Linked DNA regions of Mus musculus: region 1 is linked to region 2. The links are chromatin contacts, called in public Hi-C maps. All regions are on one chromosome and are shown on one strand. The core of a region is the stretch at or near the end of the contact, and the rest is flanking DNA. Distances in the headings are between cores, read along the strand shown. Region 1 overlaps Ssbp2 (single-stranded DNA binding protein 2). Region 2 overlaps Atg10 (autophagy related 10).

Evidence for each region. A called contact is a pair of places that touch in the nucleus more often than the background predicts.
Region 1: a contact with region 2 is called in a Hi-C map of the N1E-115 cell line, with 2.2 times the contacts expected there. The contact joins two enhancer-like sites. A contact is called at or near these places in 1 of 15 datasets of contacts at CTCF or cohesin (pro-B cells), 1 of 484 Hi-C or Micro-C datasets (the N1E-115 cell line) and 1 of 115 datasets of contacts at active chromatin or transcription factors (astrocytes).

Annotation. Positions count from the first base shown.
Region 1 is chr13:91,692,315-91,699,686 of GRCm38.p6, reverse strand. Ssbp2 (single-stranded DNA binding protein 2) reads right to left here. Exons shown (of 17, transcript NM_024272.4): 15 at 6,628-6,656; 16 at 5,570-5,668. Among named protein-coding and RNA genes, the nearest start is that of Gm22778, 27 kb to the left of the region's middle. Within about 2 kb of position 4,091, at least 30 of the 459 cell types and tissues checked have an H3K27ac peak or open chromatin away from gene starts, as enhancers often do. A contact at or near this core is called in the N1E-115 cell line, where this site is marked.
Region 2 is chr13:91,132,261-91,139,351 of GRCm38.p6, reverse strand. All of the region lies in intron 3 of Atg10 (autophagy related 10), which reads left to right. Among named protein-coding and RNA genes, the nearest start is that of Atg10, 88 kb to the left of the region's middle. Within about 2 kb of position 2,596, at least 4 of the 459 cell types and tissues checked have an H3K27ac peak or open chromatin away from gene starts, as enhancers often do. A contact at or near this core is called in the N1E-115 cell line, where this site is marked.

The sequences.
Region 1 (7,372 bases), core at 2,842-5,341, 560 kb before region 2:
GCTACATACAGCAGGGCAGGATGTTCAGGTGAATGGCAGTGGGAAGAGCTCCCCAGGTGGGTGAGCAACATGTGCAGGGCTCAGCTGGCAGTCCTCTAGAGTAAATGTAGAGAGCCACAGGCGGAGGTGAGGCTGGGGAAGGGTGGCTGGGCCACAGGGGTGCTGTTCAGCCTTTAACACTGGCTATATCAAGGAGAATTTATTTAGCCTTGAGTTCTGTTTTAGTAGAAGGAAGAAGCTAAGTTAGTTAAGTAGCTTAACTGACTCCTATGTTGGATGGTAGGGAACACCGAGCAATAAGAAAGAGCAGAGGGAAATGATGTAATTGTATTATAATCTCAATGAATAAAAAATGTATTCAACTCAAAAAAAGGGAGGGCAGGATGAAAAAAAGCAAGTCAAAACAAAACCACTGCCCCCATTGTATATAAGGAATTCCCTGTGCTGAAATGTGCACACTCAACTCCATGGCAACGTGACACACAAGGTTTCACGTCACCAGTGACCTCAGCCTGGGACTAAATATCAGTCACACGGTATACATATACATACATGCATATACATGGATACATATATTTATAGTTATATATAAAGTATAGAACACAGCGATATTCAGAGACAAGGACAAGCAATAAGGAAAGATGAGGGTGCACCTCTACAGCAAAATGGGTACAGCGAAGTTGAAGGCATGCTTTCCACAGTCCTGTAGCTGATGTAAGAACAGGATTATCCTCATGTGGTCCAGCAGAACCTGTGCTGATGGGCATTCTAATCTGTCCTGGCCGCATCACAGGTCCCACTCACATGTGGCCTCTAAGCTTTTGAAATGTAGCTACCGAAAAGTTCAGAAGTAAAAATTCCCACGTGTTTAGCATGGATAGGTCACCTGCATTGTTTCAAAATAAAGGCTTTGCAGAGTGGTGCTGTGTCAATGACTAAAACCTGGAGGTAGGATGGCTCCCTGTGGGAAGGGGGTGCGCGAGGGAGGGGTGCTTCCAGAAATCTCTGGGTAAAACTCCAGACAACCTTCCACTGAATATGTAGTCTGGGCAATCTGGTGTTCTACAGTGCTTTCTTCCTAAGCATCATTGCAGCCCACTCATGTATCACATGACATTAGAGCACATTATAGATATTTTCATTCTAATATATGTCATCTAATGATGCTCATGTTCACATGCTCTGTGATCAAGTGTTTATTAGCTGCTATAAGCCCTTTACAGGAGTCCTTGTTAAAATGTGGTATATAAAATGTCTTGAGAAATCTTACAGAAAAGAAAAACACTGTGGATATATCAGGAAGTTAGAAGAAGTCACTTTGCCCATAAAAGAAACTGAGAGAAAGCTATTAGGTGTCGAGGAACCGAGGGTCAGGCAACAGCTCCATGAAATCAAACTCAGAGTTCACTAGAACCTCATAAGGACTAACTACTGAGTAGCACACACAACTGCAGAGTGAAGGACACACTCCTGCCCGGGCACCCCTAGGAATGTGTCACAAGTTCCTGTAAGGCTATGGACTGCTCACTGCCAGTTTCTATTACTGAGACACTTTCAGGAAAACGCCTCTAAAGGGAATTATAAAGTTCTAGGAAAGCTCCCAAGGACAAGCAGAAGCAGCATTCCCATGGATCCCTTCTTCAGGGCACTGAGGGCGTGGCTCACACTTCCCAGAAGAAAGGAGATGTGAGTGCCGAACTGGCCGCCAGGTGACTGTGAGAGACACTCTTCCTGGTGTACGGTGTGGACTCAGGTCAGTGTCTGTGCTGTGCTGTTGCATCGATATACAACGACACACTGTAAGCTTTATACCACAATGCTGTGACGTCAGGTCTTACTGTCGGCAACTATTCAGCCAGCCTGGCTCTCCTAGGAGGGTAAAATGGCCCTGTAGATATTGACAGCACTCTCATTTGGCTTAAGGGGAAAAAAGTAGAACCAAAATGTTATTTTAAATATATACCTATTTTGTCTGTTTTTTAAAATATACTTTGAGATAGCAGGTCCTAGTATGAACTTTTAGAGTCTTTTCCTTCTACCACCTAGCTACTATTCTACAGCATCCATTAAACATAGTCACTACGTCTGCTTGAAGGATACTTTAGATCACAACACTTTCCAAGTCTGTTTCTATAAATATTCTGTTTTCTTAATGAGAAATAAAGAGTAGTTATGTTCCTCTGAATATAACATGAAATAACTTAATGCTTATGTGACCACTTAAACTTGGGCTTCCATTGTTTCCCAACAATAGCAGCAGTGGACAGGACAGGCAAGGTAGCATGCCACTATTGCAACTGTGGTACTAATAGCACATCTGCTAATCTGGTTATAGACTAAGGCCACAGGAAAACATTCTTCCAAATCAATCCAACTGCTTTCTTTGAGCTATTTCTGTATCTGCACCACCTAAAATAAGTATTTACAGCCTGTGAACACTAGGGGGCAGCTTTGATTCTTGAAAGGAGACTTGTTTTGTTCACTTGGCCCTGTCGATCATGTTCGCAGTGCTAGCTTTGTGGATTTTGGCATGTTTGTCTTGATGTAATTAAGTCAAGCAGCATGTCGGGAGAGAATGGGTTACTATCTAGTATACAGCAAGCACTGAACAGTTGTTTCCTCATTCTCTGGCCTTTTGGTTTAACCTCTAGGGAGAGAATGGCAGCCTCCAAGGGCAGACTGCTAAACACACAAGCGTCTAGTTCTGTGCCTTAAACTCCAGACTCTGGACTGTCAAGCTGGTATTTTTGAGTTCACTAAATAGTTCCTCATTTTCTTAGTTAAGGTACAAATAAAGTCACTGGAGATAGCTACTTTGTCCTTAAACCCGTGCTTGTAAGCACAGAATCTTTTTCTCTATTGTCCTCTCTCCGTTCACTGCTTGGTCTACTTTAAAATAAACAAAAAAGTGTGGTGGCATTTATATACAGGCAACACGAAGTGTACTCAATGGACTCCACAACAGAACACATGGAACTGGCAGGGAGAAGTGGGGGAGGGGGACAGGAAAGAATTGGAGGGGAAGGATTGAAGGGACAGATTTGAGCAAACATATTGTATGACATCCTTATACAGTAAAAACTGTGGTAATAGAAAGCAAGCCACAGATGACAAAGATACCAGCTGCAGTAGGTGAACTCTCCTTACTGGACAGACCAGAGGACCAAGTAGTCATTAGGACTGAGCACTTCTTTCTAGACTGTGGTAGCCATCAATCACCCTTGCCACACCCCACTGTGCTCAGTCTCTAACCATCAACCAGGAAGGGGATGCAGTGTCTCTGGCTGCTCTCAGCTCTTTTCCCTTTTGTGAACTCTCCTTCTGGGGCAAGAGAGGGAAGGAGGAGCTTCAGAGAGCCTGGTTTTCAACTCCACCCTGTAGTTTTACTTGGCACTGAAGCTCCTCTGAGTTCAGGGCAGCCAGGCCAGGCCAGGCTGATTTTGACAGACTTCCAACAACTTATGAGATGGTCCTAAACTACGCCAGCTATCTCTTATCACATATGTATGTGAAATACGTTTTTATGTTGATGACTGTAAAATAAAAACCATTCAACTCTGAAAAAAATCAGATTCTCTATGTCCTGAAGTAACAAGCATTCAGCGAAAGCCTCTTTACATAAAACACACAAGACAGCATTCCGGAGGCAAAGGCATACAGAGCTCTGTGAGTTCAAGGCCAGCCTAGTCCAAACAGAATTTCTAGGACAGCCAGAACTACACAAAGAACATACACTTGGTCTCTCTCTCTCTCTCTCTCTCTCTCTCTCTCTCTCTCTCTCTCTCATACATCCACTCTCATACACACAGAGAACATTTCATTAGATCTTGTGTTTAATAAATTATAAGAAAGTGCACATCAAAAACCGTTTTAAAATGCATTTCTTTATGATTTGTTACTAGTAAGTGCTTGATTTGTCTGTCTGTTTTCCACCTACGTGCTTCAGGTTGCAAGTGGGACGTTCAAGGGGCCCATCATGACCAGCATTTGAACAGATTCTGTCAGAGTGAGCCACTCAGTGCTGGCTTTTTGTGTCTTTTATGTCACTTAACACACTGTCCTCTGGTTTGGTCAGAGTTGTTCAACAGAGTGGTATTCTATTACATAAGGCTCTATTTTTAATCCACAGTTTACTTCACCCCTTTGCTGTCAACAGTGTACTACAGAATGCATACATGTTAGTCCCCTGTGATCATCTGTTAGCAGAACTGTACTCCTGACTGACACACATGCTATGCTCCTCACTCTGGAATACAAAAGGAGATAAATGTGTTTTATTAGATAAAGTGAACATTAAAAATGACTGGCTTGTCCTTGTTCCAGGGGAAACAGAGACCATGGTCCTAAAATAATGCCTCTTGTAATCTCACATGTGGCTTAAACCCTGAGCTGTCTCCTGATTTTTCTTGCTTACTCACTGATGGCTAGGCTATCTCATGTAATTTTATCTACCTTCTTTGTCCTACTAATCATATAAAGCAAATTAGAGAGCAGAAGAAAAAAAAACCCTTTTTCTAGCCTACATTCAGGGGCAGCCTCATTTCTAATGGAGACTATAGGTTGAGACCAAGAAGCAAAGGAATCCACAGAACATCAAACTCTGGACTCCATGTTGGGCATCACTCTGCACTAAAGTCGAATGCTATTAGCCGTGATGTCCACCTCCAGACCTGGCAGCTTTGGCAAACGCTGAGTCAGACAGCATGGTGGCAAGCATGTGTGCCTTTTGTCCTGACAGATCCATGGGTCATACACTGATAAAGCTCACTTGGGCTCTGCAACATTTGTTTTCTAATCCAGCTCAGTGGTCCCAGCACAGAGCAGCCCCCGAAATTCCTAACTAGCCCTTTTCATCACCCTGCCCAGCCTGACTCCCAAAAATTCTGAGTCCATTGGGTTTAGAAGGAGATCTAGGAAACTTAAAAGAAATCCTTGAATGTTTCTGGAGTGAAATAAGAGTTAAATGTTACTGCATTACTCTTTGAGCGGGGCAGCATCTTGCCTCTGTAGTCCTTCTAGTGTGTATATACTGCCCTGGCACATATAAATGGTTATAAGCTGTTTGCCAAATAAACTTTATAATTTCACCTTTTGTTCTGTATACATCTATGGAGATAACTTATAACCCTAAAACTTTAAAAATGCCACAAGTTTTAAGCTCAGGCTGACAAGACCACCAATGTGACCCTCACTTCATCAAAGCCAAAACACATGTAGATTATTGCCCGTCTTACTATGGCAAAATCAAGGACAGATCTGACTTTGCAGTGACCTACACATTTTGCGAGAAGGTAGGTATTTCACACTACAGAGGTACTGCTTTCCATCTGATTCATGACAATGAATGTCTTCTAGGAGGAAATCCGTAGTGTAGGTTGGGTAACTGCACATAAATAAAAAGGCCCCAAGGATCCCTTTTTTCATAAAATTGCATCTGAAGATTCTTTTGGCTTTTAGAAGATCAACATACTGAACACTTTATACACAGCGATAATGGAGGTCTGACATTTATTCTGGTAGGAGAGCTCTAGATTACCTGTACATAGCAACATGGTCAAGGGGTACTTACACTCTCACTCTGAAAAGGATTTAAGAAATTTCCCCCCATTTCACCGTCATCCCTTGGAGTGCCCGGCTGGTTACTCAGGCTCATATTATTGGGAGAATTCTGTAAATAAGGTTCAGAAAAGAAGTCATTGTTGAAGGTTTTCATTTCCCTCCTGCATTGTAGTGTTTCAAACATCGAATGTACAGCAGCGGCGATGGCAGCAGCAGCAGCAGCAGCACCATCTAAGGACAAAATGTGATGCTAACTGGCGTCTTCCTCACATTCTAGGTCACACTATGAAAACAAGCGACCCCTCTGTTTTCTTCCTCCCAGAGTCAATGTTTATGCAATCCCTCACTCTCAGCTTATAGACTTTCAAGAACAGCAGAGAGTTAAAAATAAAGACGTTTCCCAGCAGGAGGCTGATGAGGAGAGCCTGCTCGTGGATAAGGCATGGAGGAGTTTAACTCCCTTAGTATTTTACTAATCAAACTTTGAAAGGTCATTGCTTTACTAGATATTTCCCTTTAATTCTCTGTGCACATTAGAGGTAACACAACTTCAATTATTTTTGTGTGAGTTGTAAGGGAGAAAAGAAGGTCATCAGGAAAGAGAGAGACACCTTAGGACTGGGAAACTGTGCTTTCAGAAAAGAATGGGGGACCAGCAGACTGCAGGAGATGCATCTTACCATTAGTTTAACAGGGCAGTTCCTATGCAGTTTCTCCAAGACAGAGCAGCTGCTCTTAGCAATCCACATAGTTAGCAGGGCCTTTGTAAAACCCTTCTGAAGTTTGCTTGCCTTAACACTACGTGTACTTTAAACTATGCATGATAGCCATGCCAATAGGAAATTCAGAATGACATATAAGTCATGTTTATACAGCCCTGCAATGGAGACTCAAAGAAGTATTTCAAGTTATAATTAATTGAGTTTAAAAACATTCAGGACAAAACACTTATTTTTGAATGGAAAAAAGATTTTTAGATTACTTTGCTCTGAACCATATGGCTTATATTTTGGTTTGGAATTAAAAAAAAATACTCAGACCATTTTGATGTACTACAGCATTACTCACCTTGGAAATACTGTCCATATCTCCTGAGCCTGGCAAAGTGTGAAAAGACACCGTCATTAGGGGAGAGCATGTATAAGGAAACTACTGAAGGGGAGTGAGCTGCCTCCAACAGCCCAAGCCCAGCAGCTGCTTCCCATCACCTGAATCCTAACAGCAGGCGCAGAGGAAGAGCTACAGACCCCTGGGAGACCATTAGAGAGACCATCTACATAAGACCACGGCATAATTAAAACATTTAAATGTTCATATAATACATACAGATATATATCTTTTAATGAAAATGATGTTGTAAATCTGATACAATTTAAGACAGACATTTCTAGGTGTATTTAACAATATTCTAAACCAGATATCAAAAACTATTTCATTAATATGAAAAATAGATAGCACTCCATATACACAATAGAAATAGAAACCAAACATACCTTTAAGATATGCTACATTTTAATTTTGATTCTTGAGAAACATGGGCAATGGAATTATACACTGAATAATAATTCTAACTTTGTCATAAAATCAGTTTTATTTTGAACTATTTTATTCTTAACAATTTCAATCTTAGTGCACTATTAAAATAGTGTGAACTATTTTAACCTTAGTGTGAAATGCTGTAACATTTTAATATAACAACATTTACTGAACAGCATAATTAACATGAAGGTTTAGCATGACTTACTTGTGAGTAAAAAGGTCCAACATTGTTACACATGCACACATGCATACTGTTACGTGTTAATAATTACAA
Region 2 (7,091 bases), core at 1,347-3,846:
ACAGGAAGCCTGCCACAGCAGTGGTGTGCTTGAAAACATCATTATCAAAAATATTTGACAGTCTTGGGGATGTGACAGTAGACCAGAAAACCAACAGAGATTAGTTGTTTTCAGATATCTGAATGCTTGCTTTTGTGCAGGAGAGTAGAGTTTCTTGGTTTCGGAGGCTGACTACTGTCAGAGTCTGACAGCTGTTCTAGACTAATCTGTTTAGCATTACCCAGAGTGACACTGAAGAAAATGCAGACCTAGGACCATAATCCTTGTTAGTGGAGACCTTCGGCTGCAGTCAGGACAACACCCCATCCACGCCCCACCTCTTGGAACAGGAGAGGCATACTGAACTGCCCAGAGACTTGCAGCAGCCAGGCACATGAGGAGTCACTGAAACCAGTTGGCTGGAAGTGTTGAGGGCCATGTGCTACTGAAGGGCAATGGGCATGGCCCTCCAGCTTTGTATGTTCAAAAGGTGGCAGAGGTGTGGAGTTTAGGTACATGGTTTGAGAAACACATTGCATGAAGTTCAAATAACCTTTATCTTCGGGCAGCAAATGTTCCTTAGATGATCAGTGTATATAACTCCTTACTTCAAACAGTTCAGGAAGGATACTTGAATACTGTAGAAGAGTAAACCAGGGACTTCTTACAACTTAATGGCTAATAAATAGTTTATGAATAAATCCCACTTTGTTTCTAGACAGAGTCTGACTTTGTAGTTCAAGCTGCATTATCTCACTGTGTGTCCAGGCCTGGCTTTAAATCCATGGATGTCCTCTTTCTTCCTTTATCCTACCAAGTTCTGAGAGCATAGGTGCGAGCCACCACTCTTGGCTTATATTAAGTTTTATATTTTAAAACGTACAAAAAGATACCTCTGCTAATAGCTGAATTTTCAAAAGATCTGCTTTGTGCCATATAGGAAATCAATTCACTTTTCTGTTCTATCATGGCCCACCTGTCTTGATTATAGAAAAATAGCTAGATTTAGATTTATATGCCTGTGATATCATCTACAGTGGATTTTAAAATATCAAAGCGGAACTGGCAAGTTGACTCTGGAGCAGGTCAGTGTGCTTGCAGCCAGAATTAACGACTTGAGTCCCCTCTCCTGGTAGGAGTAAAGAACTGAGTTCTATAAGATATTCTCTAGTTTATGCTCTGTGACCTGTCACCCCCTCTCATGCACAAATAAACATTAAAAATTTGACATGAAATGGGATGGAAAGGGAACATCATGATCTCTACCTTTTTGACTAACTGTAATTTAAAATTATCATTAAAATGGGATAGATGAAGATCCAAATCTCTGTGGTTGACTGCATTGCAGTATCTTTTGTGCTGGTACTGGGAAGCAGAAGTTCTTGGAAGTCGGTCAGTGGAGGTGAGACATAGAATCACTGCTGTGACTCACCTGCTACATTTCTGACATCGTGAGAAGTAAGACCATGTCTTTCCCAGCCCCGCCCCCGCACAAGCCACGACACTGACTTATCATCCTCCATGCAGAAAAGGGGATATCCTAAGGACGACAATCAGAGCTGCCCTCTGGGATCCGATGTTTTGTGTGACACTTGTTTTCATAAGTACATGTTTGGGCTTATACTTCTCATTGTCAGTTTATGAACTTTCCTATTGGACTGAAGACTTTTCATAGTAAAAGGAGATGTGATCACTTGGCTGCAGTGAAAACACGGCTAACAGCTATCTGCTTTGTTGAATATGGGCTTTACTGAAAATCCTTATCAAGCCTCGTTTCTATAGATGAGGTGATAGTTTGGGGTAGAAGCAGGAGCACAAACTGTATATTCCATTTATGTCAGTTTTCTTTCCTAAACATTTTACTCGTTTATTCTTAGATTGTTTTTCGACATTATTTGACCATGTCATACATTTCTGTATATAGTAGATCTAAATGTACCTCCAGGTCCCCTTCCACCTCCCTGACAACCTTCATCCATCCCTCTAGTATCTTCATGACCTTTTTTGCTTTTACCCATGGAGTCCAGTTGATTTCACATGCTGGAATGCTGACTGGTCCGTTGCTTGTGCAGGTCATGTGTGGGTACCCAGAGCTGCAGTGAGCCCATGAGTGGAACAGCCATCCGTGTGCAGAAAGTGGCCTTTCACAGCATCTCTTCCCTTCCTCTGCCTGCTGCAAATTTTCTGCTCCCTCATTCGTGATGTTCTGAGTCCTGGGGTGTGAAGTATTGATATAGATACCCCATTTAGGGCTGAACATCCAATAGTCAGTTTCTTAGCCCTTTGACCAGTTACAAGCCTCCATACTAACTGCTGTTCCCCGCAGAAAGAAGCTTCTCGGGGCTGAGAGTAATATTCACCATGGTATGAGCATAAATATATAGAAGGCAATTTTTACAACAAATCTATTTGACAAAACAACACTAGGTTCCCTGCGAGGGCCTCCTTAACAATGGCATTCTGGCTAGGTTTAAAGTACCAGCTATTATGTTCCCTCTTGTGGAGTAGGCTTCACATCCAACCAGAAAGTGATTGGTCACTCCCAGACTAGCCATCCCACTGTTACACCAGTGGGTCCAGTGTGCCTTGCTGGTCAGTATTGTAGCATGCAGCAGGATCCAGTGCTGTGTAAGGCCACCAGTGTCTTGTTTTCTTCAGTGTCCTGCATAGCACCTCTGGCTCTATGAGAACTAGCCAGCAGGGAAGTTTTCATATCTGTTCTGGCTTTATTTCTGTATGTCATGCAGAAATACAACCAGATGTGTTGTTATTTTCAGCAGTAAGGCCTTACTATGTAGTTATGGTAATGGTAATGTAATCACATTGCAGAAGGAAGGACAATGACCTGTGTTGTTTGGGGGACCTCTGAGGCCTGACCAGTGACTCACAGGAAGGCATCCCACATCTGGTACTGAGATTTTCATTTAATATCCATGTCTTCTGGGGGAAGAATTGTTCATCCATGCAGAGTACCTGTGTTCAAACTCCTTCATAAAAATTACATTTTTGAATTAGCCTACAAAGTAGTAGAATCCTGTAAAGAAACATCCTTCTTTCTTATTAATGTGCCCCTGCCCTTGCTATATTTCAATTAAATAATTATTTTTGATGAAAGAAATTGTTAACCTTAGTTCATTATTAACTTTTAGGTCATAAAGTAACCCAAGAAAAATTAATAATCTTTATAAATCATATGTATGTATGGTTGAAAAGTAACAAAAATTTGAAAACATTCTGTGGAACTCTTAACTTGCTGGCTCAAAAAGGTCAAAAATATAAAATTGAAGAAGCAGGGACAGAGGCTCTGTCATACTTAGTATTGTCCCACTCAGTAAGAGGAAATAGTGAGATGCACATGGAGTGTCACCGTTGATAGTAATGAGGAGCAAATTACCAGCGAACATTTGCAAGGGAATTACATGGTTAATGGCTTTTATATTATTGTATCTGGAGTTTTCCTGAAGCTCCATTACTGACATTCCATTTCTTTTGCAGAGGGTTGGAGATGGGCACCGAGCATATTATTATTATTTATTGGTTTACTATCCTTGATACTTCAGAGCCTCAGGTTGCACCTTCAGATTACATTTTTTTTAACTATGAAAATGATAGAATCATAAAAGTAGCAATAGTATGTTACTGGAAAAAGAAAAAAAAGAAACAGATTTTTGTCCTAGGGCCTAGTAGTTCACCAACTGAGCCTTTCTTTAGACAACCGCAGGTAGGATATCATAGAGGGTGAAGTCTTCAACGAAAACAACCCATTGTAAACTCCCTGAAGCATCAACCCGAATTTCACTGGGAGAGGCGATCTCAGTGGCCAGGAACACACCCAGAGAAGGATGACCCTCCGAGAAGCCTGTCTTCCTATATGCCCACTGCCCTCAGGGGTTACTGAAGGGCTTCTTGGACGAGTTCTATTTTGTATGTCCAAAGTAGACTCATATATTAGGATATTATTTTTTTCATGATGGAACAAATGGCAAGCCACTGTTCTTAGTAAATGTTAGCAATTTCTCTGTAAAGCAGTTGCTAATTTTGGATTGAAGTATAGATATGACGATAAGTGCAAATGATGAGTAAGAGGCATGAATAGCTTAGTATTTGGAGATGTAATTATTGAAGCAGCATTGAGACATCAAAAAGTTTCTGTTTAATGTCTATAAATATAAGCAAGTAGAAGAAATCACGCACTGTAGCCACAAGCTTCTAGATACATGGATTTGTAAATTTTCCCTTTGTTTGTTTGTTCATGTATTCATTTGTGGGTTTTGGAGATAGGGTCTCATTTTGTAGCCTTGTCTGGTCTGAAACTCATTGTGTAGCCCAGGCTGCCCCTCAACATCTAGATCTGCTCTGCAACTAAGTACTGAGAGCCCAGGTTTGCATCACCAGACTTGGTGACTGATTTGTTTCTAAAGTAAATAACTATCGGTGCGGCTGACGCCCTTTGTGATTCTTTGTGATTCTTCTTAAGTTATGTGCAAGATCAAAGACAGGATAAATACTAATTTATCTTTTAAATTTTATTTTATGTGTATGGTCTGCATGTATTTCTTTGTACCACATCTGTACCTGATGCCTGGACAAGTCAGAAGAGGTTATCTTATGCGCCAGAACATACAGACAGCTGTGCGCAGCTGTGTGGGTGCTGAGAGTGAAGGCTGAGTCCTTGGCAAGGGCGGCAAATGCTCTTAAGTAGACACGACCCATCTCTCCAGCCCCTCTGACTCATTTAAGGGGTAACATATACATTAGTGTGGTTTGAGGTTTCAGAGGAAACAGGCATCGAGCATTCTGAAAACCGGTCTTGTCTGATTAGGACTTTGAATAGCAGTACAGTTTAGAATAATTACAGGAGACGTAATATGCGGCAACAGAGTGTTTCTGTAGCTCGTGTATGGCAGAAATGTTTGTGTGTGCTTCCTAGAGTTCAGCAGACAGCGCACATGCAGGTGAGGGGGCTGTGTAGTGAAACCTGGCTTAGAGGTCTTAGTGCAGTTCAGCGCTCTGCCGTGAGAAAGACTGTTACAGAGGCAGGGTGTTGTCAGCATTTCTTGTTCTCTCATGGCTAGGCCCTTAGTACCTGTGTTATACACTTGGAAAAATTCATGTAAGATATGCTGTTAGTGAGACTCCATAACCTAAATAGATAGCTTCTGAAGGCTACTTTTACCTTGAAATTTCTGTGCATGTGCATTCTGCTCTCTTTGGCAAAACTTAGAATTTATATTTTGAGAGAAATCAAGTTGAATGTTGAATAAATTCACAGAGGAAACCAATTATCTTTCTATTTATCAGGCTAGTAAAAAAAAAAAACTTTGTAAAGACACACCTGCTATAGCTGTTGTAGTCAGCAGTGAAGTGTATCAGACAGGTTCCTTTACCTGTAACTCTAATTTTGGGAGGGCTGTTATTTCTGGCAGCACATGTGTACTTAAGAGGACACTAAGTTCATTTTTGTGTACAAAAAAAAAATTGCCAAGGGGATAAGGGTATAGCTTGATGAAGAGCATGCGCTTAACAGGCATCAGGCCATGGGCCCCACCCACCCACCCAGTAGCTGGGTACTTAAACCCAGACAGTGTACCCAGGAGCCGCTTGCTTCTCAGGGAGGACATTAGTGCATTGTTTTAATTTAGTTGCCCTAGTGAGTCTCACATGTTTCCATGCTGTAGCTTTTTACAGAACGTTTAATGGGTTGCAGGTTGCAGGTTTTTTGAGTCTTTCATGGAGAATTCCTAAGCAGGATATCTTGATTTTATTAGCAAACCTAAAACAAATAAAAGTGAAACCACGTCTTAGTGTTTCTTCCTCTTTGATTTTTTTTTAAGCCAATAGAAGTGTCAGCTGTGGAGGAAGAAACACTGCTTAGAAGGTATTGCAATGAGATTTTAGCTTATGAGAATTATATATGAGTCTAAAATACGTGAATTTAAGAATTTATTCATTGTATTTGAAATTAATTTTCATCCTTAGTTAAACTGAAAAGGTTAATTTAAAAATATTCTATAGAGTATTATTGTGGATTGCAGAAATGGGATGGGGGTATTCAACTGTGTTCTTGGCTCCTGCAGACTTTCTTTAAAGGAATGGTTTGCTAAATCAAGCATTAGGTATTTGAGATAAGCCTTGAGGAGAGATGCATTTAGTCCTGCTGACCTCAACAGAGCCTCCAGTGATTACATTTGTCTAGCTATACAGTAGGCTGCAGAGAGAAGGGAAGGGAGGTTTCGGGCTGGCAGTAGTATTGTAGAACTCCAGGGTGATGTCTGGGATTGTGTTTGTGTCCAGTGGGTCAGCAGGTGACAGCTGTTGTTCTGGTTGCTTGACTCCCTGTCCCCTTCCGAGAGGGAAGTGGTGATCTGAGAGGAACAATTTGTGCTTTGGAGAGTTGAATGGCTGCTGACTCTCTGAGCGCCCTTCCCTAGCTCTCTCTAGTCCTCCTGATGCCATCACCTTTGATGTTTCCTGCTATGTTGAGTGTGGACTGTTCTCAGCTGCGGCACTTTGCAAGGCCATGGTACCTGCAGTTAGTACATGGAGGTGTGTCATGGTTATCCACACTGGTTCCAGCCTTTTTTTTTTTTTCCTGCTTCCTATTGCACCTCAGGGTAAGGAGGAGCCTCTCCTCCATGTCCCTGTGGCGCTGAGCACATCCTACTCTCTCCTCTGGTGCTCACTGACACAGGGTAGAGCTGTGAGCCAGAGTAATAAAACCGTCCTCCCATAGCAGTTTCTTTCAGGTGTTCTTGTCACATGGTCAGGGAGGTGATGCATTTGCCAGGATCTGGGTACTTTTAGCAGTAGCCACAGCACCCAAGCCTGAATCTTATCCCCGAGCCTCTATGCCACAACCTGTATTTCTACTGCCTGTCCTCTCTGCAAGCCTGTCATACTCCATCACTACCAGATTTTGTAAGTAATTACAACACCTTTCCTATCTTTATCATTAACCCTAACCTCAGCTGTTTCTTTTACCTTAGGTTAATGTCAAGAGATGGAAGATGTCTCCCTTGTTACTAGTAATCTTAGACTTACCAATTCTGGTGTTCATCTTCTTTGACCTACTGTAACATCTGGCTATATTGATTAAGCTTGACACAAAGAGA